3 separate regions of the Gossypium hirsutum genome follow, and all the other regions are linked to region 2. Evidence: chromatin contacts called from public Hi-C data. All regions are on one chromosome and are shown on one strand. The core of a region is the stretch at or near the end of the contact, and the rest is flanking DNA. Distances in the headings are between cores, read along the strand shown.

Region 1 (4,990 bases), core at 1,728-4,227, 260 kb before region 2:
ATGGGTAATTGAACTTGAGATCGAAAATTGAGCTCAACAACTCAAAATTGAGATCAAGACCTAAAAATTGGTTGAACCGGGCTTGATATGTGAAGCCGGGCTAACGGTCCAGCAAGGACCGGTCAAGCTGTCACTAGCCCAGACCAAATCGACAATAGCCAAATCGGCTTGAGGTACTATAGGGGTGTCGGACCTGCGATGGCACCACCATATACAACGGCGTCGGCGGTTGCGACAACGACATTCTGGTGGTTGACGGATGGTCAACGACGATGGTTTTTCGATGGTTAAGCAATGGAAGAATTGCACTCCTATTGGGACTCTACTAGAGAATTTGATTTTCGATTAACTATTACAAATATAATATTATTTTAATAAATTCAATATTAAATTAAATTTAATACTTATCTTAATAGTATTTTATTAATTTAATATTAAAGTGATTATCTTAATATTAAATTTAATTTAATATTTATCTTGTAGATAAATATTCTATCAATTTAATGAGATTTAATATTAAATTTAATCTAATATTTACCTTGATAAGTATTATATTAAAGTGATTAAGTTTAATCATAGTTGAACTCTCTAAACTCTTCCTATATAAGAGAGCATTGAGACATTTTTTTTCACATACATGAGTTAAAAAGAAAGTTGTAGAGAGAACAATTTCTAAATAAATTATTTCAAAAGATTTCTAGAGATATTTTTCTTATTTACAACTTGACCTTGAAATTTAGAAAAATGCAAAATTACCCCACTGGTAATTTTGTGGAAAATTTTCTGATTCGAAATGAGCCCACACTTAAGGGTGAGCAAAACTCGATTCGATTCAAAAAAATAAAAAAAATGAATTTCAAATTAATCGAATCGAGTTATTAGAATTATTTGAGTCAACTCGAATAACTCGATTCTAGTTTCGAGTTTGAGTAGAGTTGAATCTCACAATTCGAATAACTCGGATAAACAAATTGGTGTAAATACCTATTGGTTCCTATCAACTTTGAAAAGAAGCAAATTGGTCTCTCTCAACAAAAATTACAAAAAAATCAAAATAATTTTTAAAATTAAAAATATTGATAAAATTTTCAAATTTTATATTTTTAAAATAAATTCTAAAATATATATAATTTAAATTTTTAAAAATATTCTAAAATAATAATTTTGGGACTTAATTAATGATTCAAATTTATCATAATCAAGGTTTTTTTTTTACTTTGATTTTTTTTTTCAAATATATATGGTTTCAAATTTATGTGCTCTAACATGGAATTAGCTTTATTTTAATAATGTTTTTATTTGACATGTTTAAATTTTTTTATTTAACTCGAACAATTTCACTCAATTTGACTCGACTCAATTCGAAAAAAAATCAAATTGAGTTAGGAAGATAAAATATGACTTGTGAACTCAATTAACTCGAAATTTTTTTATTCGATTCGATCGAATGCTCATCCCTACCTACATTGACAAACATGAGCTTCAGGATAGTAGATAAGACTATTCAGTCGAAGCGTTCATCTTAGACCAATCAAAGATGTACAATTTTGATTAAGTGTTTATTACTTTAGATACCATAACTAAGTTCTAGTTTTAGAAAAAAAAATTTAAGACTCTAATTTTTCCTTAGAACTTATTTTTCATTGCATTTTCCAAACCTGTTTTTCTAACAAAAGGAACTATACAAACTTAAGTTGAGTCAATTGTTGCTATATGGATGCTAACTTCACTTTCTTGAGGCTTCGACAGTGGCATATCTTGGGGAGCTGGTAGGGGCCCCTACCCCCCTAAAATGGAAAATTGTCCATTTAGACCCTTTAGAAAATTTAAAACTTTAAATTATTAAAGATAAAATTGCACTTTAACCCCTTAAAAATAATAAATTTTTTATTTAATTCTTTAAAAATTATAAAGATATAGGCTATTAAAAATTAAAAGTTAATTTCGGCTCCATAAAAAAAATTTCTGGCTTCGAGAATACATGTACCCGTGCATGGAATAAACAAATTGTACGCTGAGTAATAAGGCTCAATGGTACTTTCATGATTCAAGATAATATAACTCAATGGTTCTTTTGTTGGTCAAATTGCACTTTAGTCCTCATATTTTTTAAAATTTGAGATTTAATCTTTTTTTTTTGTCATACTTCCAACTTTACAACTCTTTTCACGTAATTGCCCTTCTCCAATATCAAATTCCTTTTCTAAAATTTTTTATTTGAGTCGTTCCATAAAATTTTCTCATAATTTTCTTGATATTCAAACCCAAATTTTTACCATGTGTTATATTGAAAATGTCAAGATATTATATATATATGTGTAGTGGGGTTAGGGTCTTGGGTTTCTTTTGGACTGTTGGGTATTGTTGGGCAAAAAATCTCTAAGCCAAATAGCCACAAAGTGAATCGATTTGGGTGGCAAAGATTCTTCCCCAAATCGACAATTTTAGCTACGATTTGACAAAATTCTTTGCCCTAAACCTATGTTTAAATAGTAAAAAGTGGCACACGTTTCCCAAAGTTCCAAATCAATATGATTTGTAGTGATTTGGGCCTCACAGTTTGGTGTTCCACCCAAATTGCCACAAAAAAAATGTCAATTTGGGCCTATAGCGTTTGCAATTTTTATGATTTAAAACATATCATTTTGATAAAAAATTTTCAATCCATGTCAATTTGAAAAAAAAAGTAATAAATTAATATAATTTTAATAAAAATCCCTTAAAGGTAAATTGTTAATAATGTTGGGATGTGTTATTACCAAAAAGAATTAAATTATAGGGGTGTGTTTGTCATTTTTTAACTATAATTAATGTAGAAGATCATGAAGGATATGTGCCTGCTCCATGTTTGGTAATAATATTTGTCATTGTGCAATTCAAAGTCGGCACCTGTCTCTCTTTAAAAGTCACATTTAAGCAATTAAGAATACCCAGCTACACCACCTCTCGTTAATCCCTCCCCCAGTCTCACCCTTTGTTTAGACCATAATGTCCATGTCCTTCTCTAAGTATTCCCTTCCCCAGTTCCCACTCCCCATATAGATTAAAAGGTCAATCTGGTGATTACGTTTAATGTCAAAAAAACCTCTTTCCTAGAACCTATATATACTTGAGTCATCACCTTGTTTGGTCATACTCCAAAACCAAACCAGATCCTTTTTACTTATTTCCACCTTGATTAAGAAGCATATTAATGGCCTCACCCCGTGAAATAGAGGTGACCCTCTCCTCCGCCAAAGATCTCAAAAACGTCAATTGGCGTCACGGTCCAATCAGGCCGTACGTCGTCTTGTGGGTGGACCCAAAGAACAAGTGTTCCACCAAAGTCGATGAGGAGGGTGACACTAGTCCCATATGGGACGAAACTCTGGTCATCCCTCTCCCTGCTGGTCCCGTCGACGACGACACCATTCTCTTCATCGACGTCGTCCACGTCGGTTCCGAGGAGCACACCAAACCACTCATTGGCTCAGGTAAGATCAAGCTCCGAAAAGTCCTTGATAAGGCCGGCTTCGAAGTAAGCCACGAGAAAACGCTCAAGCTGAAGCGACCCTCTGGGAGACCCCAAGGAAAAGTTGACGTTAGAGTTTTGACCAGAGAGCCACGCTATCATGATCCCGATCCGTACCGTGCACCACCCTACGGGGTCCCAGCACCGGATTCAAGAGCCTACCCAGGAGCTCCGCAAACTTATGGTTATCCTTACCCATACGCTCACCCGCCACAGCCACAAAGTCCTTACTATGCAGCCCCAGCTTCTGGGTATCCCTACAGTGCGTACAATTACAATGCTCGGCCGGCGTACGGTGAAGGAAGTGGTGGGTACTATGGGCAAGTGGAGAAGAAGAAGAGTAAGTTCGGAGGGATGGGGACAGGATTGGCTGTGGGTGCGGTTGCAGGGGCTTTGGGTGGACTGGCATTAGCGGAGGGCGTGGATGCGCTGGAGGATCATTTCGAAGATGAAGTGGCGGAGAAGGTTGAAGATGATCTTGGATATGATGATGGCGGCGATGATTTCTAATTCTCGAGACAAGATGAATAATCCTATATTACTAAGTCAGTCAATTCAACAAGACAATTGCCATTAGCCAAACGTGATTTTGTTTTAAATGGTGGTGCTCTTTGGAGTTGAAGGGAGATTGTAATAGTTGTTGTTGTTTTTGCTGGTGAAGGCCATAAGCATCGGCTTCTATGTAGTGGGAAATAAAAACCTTTTTGTCAGGTATCCAATGCCCTACCGGCAACTTATTCTTATGCGTTGGAATAGGTATGCTATTACAGTTGCTATCCCTCTCAAGGGAGAATGAGTCAAAATTTCACCCCTTATTTATTAAAACAAATCCTTAGTATTTTCTTTTAAAAAAAAAATAAAATAAAATCCTTAGTATTTTATTTTTTAAAGCTCAGACCTTTAAAAATTTTGTAGGATTTAGAGTTATATTTTAAAAATTTTAAATATACATTTTATTGTATTAAGATAAAATTTATAAAAAAATTAATTATTTAAAGTATACTAATTTTTAAAATTATTAGTATCAGTTAAGTGATCAACCCATTAGCATATATTCAGAATTGTAAAGTCATATATTCGTAACTGATAATAAAATTTGAATCATTGCTCCCAGATTCTTCTTGCTGTTTGCAAGTTGTTTTACAAGGTGGTGTATGAGGTAAAAGATTGCTTGAAAGGTGAGTACAACAGGCAAAAGCCCAAAACCTAGTCGTCCTCCTCATCTTTTCGATGCCATAAGAAACCACGCCAGTAATTAGATAAATTAAAAATATAACCAAACTTTACATCAAACAACTCCTTTCTGAATATATATTCTTAAAAAAAATGAAGAAAAGCAATTATATATGACAATTTGATTGCATTTTTAACTTTAATGAAAATAGATATGATGTGGAACCCAACTCGTAAGAGTTACACTTGGAAGTTGGTTTAACAATATGGATTTTTCCGAAAATTAAGAAGGAATAAAATATGATT
Region 2 (4,836 bases), core at 1,600-4,099:
TGCATGTTTCAGGGTAAGAGATCATAATAACGTAAGTGAGATTCAAAGGAAAAATCTTATAAGACAATTTCATGCCACTAATTAGCCCAAAATATAAGAATATTAAGCGCTTACCCGGGTCAGCATCACTACCAGTTTCCTCAGCACTGGTAACTGGTGAAGGTGTTAGGGGAGCGTTACTTAGATAGGGACTGTTCCTATTCAGTGTATTTTGTGTTGAACTCGGCATTTCATCAAGACCAATCTCCCTTTCAAGGGTGCTCTTGAATTCCCTCGAAACTTCCTTCACAGACGATATAAAGGCGAAGAGTTCAGAAGGACAGAGTTATTACATGGTAAAGATATGAGTAAAACCAAAGGGTTCAGGCCCTACCTGAAGTTCTCTAATGGTGGGTTGAAACGCACGCAATGTTTTCCCCAGATTCCTAGCAACCTGCACTTTAATATGCCATTTGAGAGGCTGAGAGGATTTAACTTAAACAGAATATGATCCTAACTATAAAGGTTCTGTTTGATCATTTGATCAACATATTTAAAACTTGGTTTTCGCTTCCTCAAAAATTTCTACAGAACAATATATGAATGGTAAAAAGCATAATTGTATTCAACTAAAAAACGAATAAGCAGATCAATTGTGACAAAATTTAAACATAATTATCTTACATAAAAGGACAGTGACATATTTTGTACGCGAAAGACTTTTCTATAATTTTTTATTATTTAAAATAAGTAGCAAAAGTAACAATATAATGCAGCCTAAACATTAGCGACCACATTTTGCTAAACAGTGAGAATAGTCATTTATGGAAGGCATCAAAATGTCTGCCATGCACTTGTAAATAAATTCTTGATAAGTTCATAAGTATCACAATGCAGCTACTCTGTAAAGAATCAAAGCATCCAAGCACTTATATGTTTTATTTTAATGCCTTTATGGTACATCAGACATCATGGATACAGCATATTTAATAATTGATTATCAGTCCTTATCACAATACCTAAGGAAATATTCATTCCTTCGATTTGAATAACGTGAAGCCTAATTAATAAAATGTGATATATAGCAAAATTAATGTCTTTTAACTCTCCAGTCCTCACAAGTTAGATTCTTCTTGACATATCGAGCCATTTAGTAAAATGTCAAGAGGGATCTGAGGTAAAAGACACAACACTTATTCTTAAAGATCTGGATCACTAAATACATCAAGGCATCATTAGAATGAGCCCTGAAAGGATAGGGGAGCTTAAGAGTTTAAAATAGGGTAATACAATGGAATGAATTGGACTTAAATGACAACAATGTTTCTGCATCAAGGGAAAAAAAATCATTATCTTGTCAAACAACACTACATTAATGCCTCGCTTGGTTACTAGTCTTATATATGAGGAAAATGCTTATTTATTACAGATGTAGTACAATAGTTAGATATAAACTAAAGAATAGTTAGTGCAATTTTAAACTTGAAATTAGAAAGGTGAGTAAAAACTGATAAAAAATAAGATTTCTTCAAAATAAGCGAAAAATTTTCCTTCTCTTTACCAAAATTAAGTCATGGGAATGGCTAAATATTACCAATTGAATTAATTTATTGTTCACTCATATACTAAAAGAAGCTTAAAAACGAATAAAATAAGATTTCATCTCAATAAAAAGGATTCTTTCTATATTTCATCTCAATAAAAAGGATTCTTTCTATCATCTAAGATTATAATTTAAACGAACATTTGAATTCTTATATAAGACAAGAAACCATATCAATTTCAGTTTCAAGCAAAGCTAAGTATTGTCTATAAAATCCAACACTAAACCAGCAATAATTTTTCAGTTTCAACAATTTATCATACCAACTTCCCAGGCACTCCTTAGAAATTCTACCAATTTTTTTTGCTTCTTGTTGCTTAATTCATATTTGAAGCGTTGAATAGAGATTAATATTTTAAAATAGTTGCCACAAAGCCTATGTTTCCAAAGCTTAGGACCTATCTAAATCCAATACCCGCATAAAATTAGAAACTTGAACTGTACAAAGACATACATTACAAACATATGATAGACACAAACAGCCTGGAAAATCATCAAATGTTACAAACCATAAAAGGAGCAAGTGACAGGTTGGTGCTTATAATTGAAACAACATGCAAATGAGAATGACTTGTCCCTTAGCATATAAAGGCAGAACATACCTCAGCCAGACCCTTGGGACCAAACACCAACAAAGCAACTACCCCAATAACCAGAGCCTCAGGAGCTCCAACGCCAAACAAAGATGCATGAACCACCTTTCCTTTACATTTTCCTTTTTTTTCTGAAATTCAATAATCAAAATAAATGAACTGCATAGACAGCTTAAAAAGAGGAACCCAGACCAAAATAAAAAAAAATAAAAAAGATACCTAATTTAAGAGATTTTGGTGAGATTGAAATGCCCAGATGCTTTAGACCACTCCATTGAGAAAAAAAGGATGGACCCAACTGAGGAAACCACGTGGAGAAACGGAAAGGAAAGGATTTGCGATGTGAAACTAAAGGAGAGAAGGAGAAAGTAGTGGACTTGGAGCTAACGGAAGGTGTGAATAAGAATGCGGAAGTTGAGACGGCCATAATTGTGGTCATTTGAAGAGATAGATAATTTTAGTGAGTTTAAGGAGAGCTTAGATTTTTCCGAGCATAGACATGGAATTGGGAGGGGACACCAAACCAAAGGTTATCTTGAAATGGGAAGATGTCTAAAAATGCAATATGTGGAAAATGATGGTCGAGGAGATTACGATACCAACATTACAGAGAAGCTTACTTTTGGAGCTCACTTGATCCGGATTCTGGAGATCTTATTGTAGGCTGAAATGGCCATTTCAATGTGGGTCGACACCTGACTCTCATGATCAGCCATCACAAAGTTCTGGGCTTGATTTGGGTAGTCAAATGCTGGCACATCATGTTTAAGATAGCCCAATTTTTTAGGGCTTCCCCACAATGTTTGATAAAAATGAGTTACGTTCAGGTTTTTTTCTTCAATAACCTTTACCCTGGATTAATTGGTAATATTTTCAATCCGGTTCTTATACTTTCTTTTTCTTTTTCATATTAATCTTACAAATAATATTTGATACACCGATGTCTACAAGTTTTATGTATCATCGATAAATAATAATATTATACGTCATTATTAAATAAAATAAAAAAGAGTGAATGACTTATAAATAATGTTGTGATTTTTTTAAAATTATTAAATAAATATAAAGATATAAAATTTTATTAAAATTTTATAAAAAATAAATTTTATATAATTTTTTTACTAAAGATAGATGTACAAAATGAACTTGAATAAATTGGGGCCAAAATTTATCTAAATTTGGAAATTCATTCTAAACGTATTTTTAGCAACTACACGTGTATTCTAAAGTAAGTCTAAAAAAAGTTTTCAGTTTTTATATTTTTGAATTTTGAATTTTGATGGGATGAACCTAGACTTTCATATGTCCAGGTTTATTTTAGATATGCATTTTAATTTTTTTTTACCTTTTTAAATATGAATATACAATAATATATAATATAAATTATTAATTATATCAAATCATAGATTATAGGATTAGAAGTTTGTTAAGCCTAATTTCTGCCCGGGCCCAATCAAACTAGCCTAAATTAAACACTCCACTAAACTAACCATTAACTCCATCACCCTACTAAACCATCCACTACCTTCATCACCCCCACACCCTACTAAACCATCCACTACCTCCATCACCCCCACTAACTAAATCACCCTACTTGTTATAAGTTGTAAAATTTGACTATAAAAGCCATGGAAAAACTATTGTAAGAGGGGGAATTTTTTAGAGAATACACATACGAAATCAAAGAGAATACAAATTAGATTTTTAAGGTAACTTTTTATATTATTCAATTTTGTTTACTTTGACGTTCACATTTTTTTTTACACAAATGAAATAAGAGAAAAGAGAGGGAGTTTACCTCTGATTTTATTTTCTTTCTGATTTGGCCTCAAAGTTTCACTTTTAATTCAATTTAACCCCTTTTTTATTTTTGTTATTTTACTGTTAAATTAATTTATTTGAGCTTTATTCTCATTATTTTTATATTTTTTTATTATTTTCTATTAATTTAATTAATTTGAGTTATGTTTCATATTATTATATTATTTATTTATTATTATATATTTATTATGTAAATATATATATTTTTAAGCGAAGTTAATTATTTTAAATATAAATTTCTATTATACATAGACTTATTATATTATTTTTTACCATTGTTTATTATCGGTTACCATTTTTATATCAAATTATTATTATTTACTATTTCTCACTATTACTAATTTAACATTTTTATTCCAATTTTTTTTTACTATTATCCCCATATTTAATGTTATCGTCAACATATTTTTTGTTATTATCATCATGTTTTTAATATTATTATTAATACTATTAGCACAATGTTTATTACATTATTGTATCACTACAGGAAAATAGGGCTTTAGCGGCGTTTTTAGCGGCGTTTTATCAAAAAACGCCGCAAAAATTGTAAAACACAGAGCAATAGCGGAAACGCCGCTAAAAACTGAGCAATAGCTACGTTTTTTGTTAAAACGCCGCTAAAAACAGAGAAATAGCGGCGCTTTTGGTAAAACGCCGCTAAAAGACAGAGCATTAGCGGCGCTTTTGGTAAAGCGCCGCTAAAAGTCATATAACTCTTAAAATCTTAAACCCCAAAAAATCATAAACACTACTTTATAACCCCTAAAATAGTAAACCCCTAAATCCTAACAAACCCTAAACACTAAACTATAACCCCTAAAACCCTAAACACCGCAATAG
Region 3 (5,073 bases), core at 2,392-4,891, 500 kb before region 2:
TTAGAATGCAAAAGTGGTATCAATAAAATTTAATATGTATCGATATATTTTGAAAAGTATCGATATTGTTTTACTTTTGTTCAAATTTTTTTCAAGACAGTAAGCAATTTTGGTATCAATAAAAAATATGGTATCGATAAAAATCATATGGGTACCGATACTTTTTGGAAAATAGCGATACTTCATGTAGGGAACAATTTTTCAATCGATTTAAAATTTTTTCAATCAAGTTCAAGAGTTTAAAACGATTTTTGAAATTTGTCCAAAAATTGTAATTGTTCAAAACATTTTCTAAGATGTTTGGAAGTGTTGAAATGATTTTTAATGTTTTGAACTTAATAATTTATTTATTCAAAAATATTTTTTTATTATATCAAAACAATTTATCAAATAAAGCTAGTTTGACACTATATTTCTCTCAAATTTAAGATTTAATCTATATACTTTAATTTTGACATAATTTGATACCTCAACTTTTATAATGTCATTAGTTAGTCTAAATATTTTATTCTAAATAAAATGATTATGTGAATTTTTAAGAATTGTTAGCACCGTTAAATTTCTTTATTAAATTTTATTTCGTTACAATGTTATTTTTTTGTTACATGGATACCAATTTTATTTTATTTTTTTAAAATGTCATACCAATAAAAAAGAATTTTATAAGTGTTAACAAATAAATCTAAATTATTAAATTTGAAAAATAGAAACACTAAGTTTCTGAAAATAAAAGTATGGAGATTAACTTTCAAATATATAAACGGTGCAAAAACTTTGAGTAAATTGTAACCTTTAAATTTTTAGTAAAAAAATAAATAATTAAGCCAAGATAATTTTCATTGTGTAAAATTTTTTTATTCTAAAAAATCAAATGAGAACTATTATAACTTCAAAAATCATTAAAAATAAATCATGCACTTTTTTTTATTGTAATAGTTATCAATATCAATTATATATAATACAAATTTTCTTTTCTTAAAACAAGAAATTGACTGAAAACCAAACAAAAATTAAAAGGTCTAAAATCAAATCCAAACATGTGCACGTGAAGCCTCTGCCATTGTGGTTTGCACGACAATTTCAATATCTAATCCTAAAAAACCAGTATTATATGCTTTCATTTTAAATATCTAAATATAAATACTTAAAACTACGAAATAAAATAAAGAATCATAAAATAGATCTTCATAGTGGAGCCCTCCCTGTGAAAGGCAAACTCCACCCTATGGCCCACCCCATGCTGCATTGGGGGGAAAAATATTAAATAAAATGCAGGCGGAGAATATTTCGAGGAATCCAAACACAAGTTTTTATTATTTGGGTTTGCTGGAATTTTGTTCGCTTTTTCTTCTAGCAATTAATAACAATATTAGAGAGAAAAAGGTGAAGTTAACGCCAGGCTGATGCGACGGTGAGAGTTCGGCCCATCCAACCAAAGCTAATCCCTCCGTTTTCTTCTTTAACGGTGAATCCCGGGTTACCACAATTGAGTCTGGCACGCATCGACTCTGCAACACTTTCACTCAGCGGCTTTAACTCGAACCGCGCCATGCTCATCCGGGCCCGCCACTTCCCAAAAACCTCGCATCTTTCAACGCGGTCCCTCCCTTCACACGCAACAGAGTTGACAATTTTGCGCAACAGACCTTCCTCCACCTTCACTCGTTCTGAGTTCTCCCTCCCAAAGGTCGACTCAATCGACTCAAACAAAGCTCCGTAATATCCAACTGCTTCTCCCACCCTTGAGGCAAACGGCGCCGTATTGGTGTTAATCTCTTGTTCCACTATCGTTACCACGCACGGCGCCAATCTTTTCACGCGACGGAGAAGCTCGTCTCTCGGATTTTCCACTGATACGCTCTCGTCCGGCATTCGATAAAGCTTGAACGCGAGATTGACAGCCAAAGGCTCGTCGAGTTCGCAGCCGAGTGACTCTCGACTCAGATCGCTGAGTTTAAGACTCGGTACCACATTAAATTTTAAACGAACTCCGAACCGCTCAGCAACTAGACTCAGCTTAAAACCAACCGCCTTCAACCTCTCATCCCCACCATTATCAGCAATACAAGTGATCTTTATCATGGCAGGGTTCCCTCTCCCACGCTCCGAGAGCGCGTGGAGAAGAGTTGCATACTGCCCTCCTTGCCCAATATCAAAATCTATAATATGTAACTTCTTACAGCTTGGTTGGTCCAAAGTGGCATCGAGGATAGCCTGATTAGCAGCCATGAACCCGAGCTTAAAACAAGGAGACAGATCATAGAGCAAATGAGTCGCTGTAGCGTGTTCCTTGCTGAACAACTCAGTCACCGGTGGCGAGCTTTCTACGGAGTTGAGCCGCGATTTTAGAGCCAACAACATGCACTCCGTCAACCTCTGCTCTGAATTCCCTTTAGCATTAGCAAGTTGAGCTAATCGGGCCAGGATCTCGTTTAGGACGTCAGTTTTACCGTCGGAAATAGCTGATGCAACCTCCATTATTTTCTGCTTTGAACAAATAGAAACTGGAGAAGCCACCGATGATGTGGACGAAGAGGATGAAGTAGTTGAAGAAGTAGGCGATGTGGCAATCTGCTTGTTAGGGCTGCTCGAACTGATCAAGGGTTGTATAGTTTCTGACCATTCGCTGTTGCTATTGGTAATCACCGAAACGGCATCTCCTTCCTCCTCGTTGTCGTCGTCTAGTAGCTGTTTCTCCAGCTCTTGAAGCTGATTCATCATCTTATTTTCCGGGTCTTGCGCCTGGACCACTCGTGCTTGCACCAAGTTCAAGTACTGAGCGCTTGAGAAACCAGGGTTCATGGCCTGGATTGTGGCTCCGGAGCTGATACCGAGAGGAAGTTGCTGCCGCCTCAGCTGCTGTAAAACCGGCACCCCGTATCGCTGCGACATGGAAGAAGAAGGCGAGAAATTACATGTAACGTCCGGTAATATGTTGCACGAGAAATCTATAGGCGATAAGGGAGAAATCGGATAAGCGTGCTGGTAATTTCTGGGCTTAACTGGACGGGGATTAAGATCATTGAGGCCGTGGTTATTGAAGTCAGCTCGTGTTCGCTTCCCGACGAAACCGGGTGCGGCCCTGTTCACGATTTGAGACTTAGGGTCCATGAAGATTCCATGTGTCCCGTACGGTGCAGTGGGTTGGTTGTTGCTCATGGTGCCACTGTTAGAGACGGATCCGCCTGCTATTCTACCGTAAAACTCTGTGCCACCCCCGGAGAACCCCGATGTCATTTCCCTCCCCTCTCTTTTCTCTCCTCAGAGAGCGGATTCAAAGAAGAAAAATAAATGAATGAAATAAGAATAACGTGAATTAGCTTTTGAAGAAACTCATGATTGAAGACTCGAGAGATAGAGCTTCGATTATGGCGTACAAAAGATTCTCCTGAATCCAACGGAGATGGATTAATGGAGAAGATAAATATATATATAAAAGAAAGAAGGGGTTTCCAAAATCCAACCAGCTCTTACCCGTCCGGTTTTGGTGGTTTCTGGTTTTATATTTAAATTAATGAAGAAATGTAAATATTAAATACTTTTTTCATTTTGATGAACCAAAGCAATCAGATCACAGCCGTTAATCACCTTTGTGATTTGGCGGTTCTTGATATTTTTTTATAACAGCGTTCGGTGATTGCTTTTAGTGAAGACCAGCTCTCCCTCCATAACACGGATATTAGCTTCAGTGCGAGCTGTTTGAAAACAAATGCCACGCGTTTTTTCTCGAGATTTAACTCACGTAGCAATGGGAATTGAGGTACAGAGAATGCAAGGGTAAACTTCCCAGGTGCTTACCCAACTTTTACGATGTTTTCATTTTGGTCACATAAAAAAAACTTGTAATTTTATCACTCAACTTTTAAGATAATTTAATTTTAGCCACTCAAATATTAAATCCTTAACCGCAACTCACTGTACACACCAAATCATGTCACATCATATTTACACTTTCATTTTATAACTCAATTTCTAAGTCACTTTTATTTTGGTCACCCAAAAAAATGTTTTTAAAGTCTTTATCCAAGTAAAAAAAAGTATCAAAATGAAAAAACGATAGAAACTAAAATAATGCATTAAAAACTTGGCAAATTGTACTTGTTTATCCCATTCTTGAAAATTCTAATTTTTTTCAATCTTGATAGTATCAACCGGTTTATTATTATAATATTAAAATTAATTAATTAATTAATTAAAACTCCATCTAAATTTTAAAATTTTATTTTATGCTTCTAAATTATCTTTAGCAAAATCAACTCGAATAACTCATATTAAATAATGAAAAGAATAATCAAAATAAATTTAAGTTTCGTAGACAGTTATTAAATATGAATTTTTTAGTTGATTTTGTTAAGGATAATTTGAAAACATAAAATAAAATTTCAAAATTTAGAAGGAAATTAAATTAATTAATTTGATAAATTTCAATATTACGGTAATAAATTGGGTGACACTATCAAGGATAAAAATTTTCAACAATTTATTTAATTAATTTTGAATGTTCTAAAATATAATTTTTCAATATTGAAAAAAAAATGGAACTTTCAACAAGGAAGTAAATAAATACAATATAAAATTTTTTTAATGTATTATTTTAGTTTCTATAGCTTTTTCACTTTAATCTTTAATATTTTTTTACCCTAATCAATACTTACAAAATGATTTTTTATGACTAAAAAGAAAGCGTCCTAAACATTTGGTGACCAAAATAAAAGTGTAAATATAATATGGTGTACAGTCAACCACTATTAAAGATTTAATGCTTGAGTGACTAAAATGAAAACGCCTTAGAAATTGAATGATGAAATTGCAAGGATTTCTTTTTGGATGGCCAAAATGAAAGTGGCTTAAAAGTTTGGTGACCAAATGGGGAGTTTACCCAAAATAAAAGTGAAATGTGATTCCACGCGAAGGATATGATCATCGGACGTGAATTTCAATTGAGTGAAATTCTAATGATCTTTGTTGGGTATTTGATCACCTGACAGAACAGTTACCAACTGTTTAAGAAAAAAGGCCAAAAGGGTGGGGGGGGGAAGCAAGTAAGGAAAGCAGTCCCTAGAATACGTGGAA

Evidence for each region. Hi-C and Micro-C count contacts between places; a contact is called where the count stands out from the background.
Region 1: a contact with region 2 is called in a Hi-C map of leaf, with 3 times the contacts expected there. The contact joins the promoter of LOC107932696 here to the promoter of LOC107932697 in region 2. A contact is called at or near these places in 9 of 34 Hi-C or Micro-C datasets (callus, hypocotyl, leaf and 1 more).
Region 3: a Hi-C map of leaf shows a contact between it and region 2, with 2.2 times the contacts expected there. The contact joins the promoter of LOC107932707 here to the promoter of LOC107932697 in region 2. A contact is called at or near these places in 8 of 34 Hi-C or Micro-C datasets (anther, callus, leaf and 2 more).

What each region holds. Positions count from the first base shown.
Region 1 is chrA09:21,989,418-21,994,407 of Gossypium_hirsutum_v2.1, forward strand. LOC107932696 reads left to right here and starts at 2,978. Exons shown (of 1, transcript XM_016864777.2): 1 at 2,978-4,225. The coding sequence starts at 3,194. The coding sequence ends at 4,021.
Region 2 is chrA09:22,248,979-22,253,814 of Gossypium_hirsutum_v2.1, forward strand. It overlaps LOC107932697 (sec-independent protein translocase protein TATB, chloroplastic), which reads right to left and starts at 2,850. Exons shown (of 6, transcript XM_016864778.2): 1 at 2,395-2,850; 2 at 2,185-2,306; 3 at 374-433; 4 at 115-283. The coding sequence starts at 2,614.
Region 3 is chrA09:21,745,370-21,750,442 of Gossypium_hirsutum_v2.1, forward strand. It overlaps LOC107932707 (scarecrow-like protein 8), which reads right to left and starts at 3,642. Exons shown (of 1, transcript XM_041076255.1): 1 at 1,286-3,642. The coding sequence starts at 3,237. The coding sequence ends at 1,390.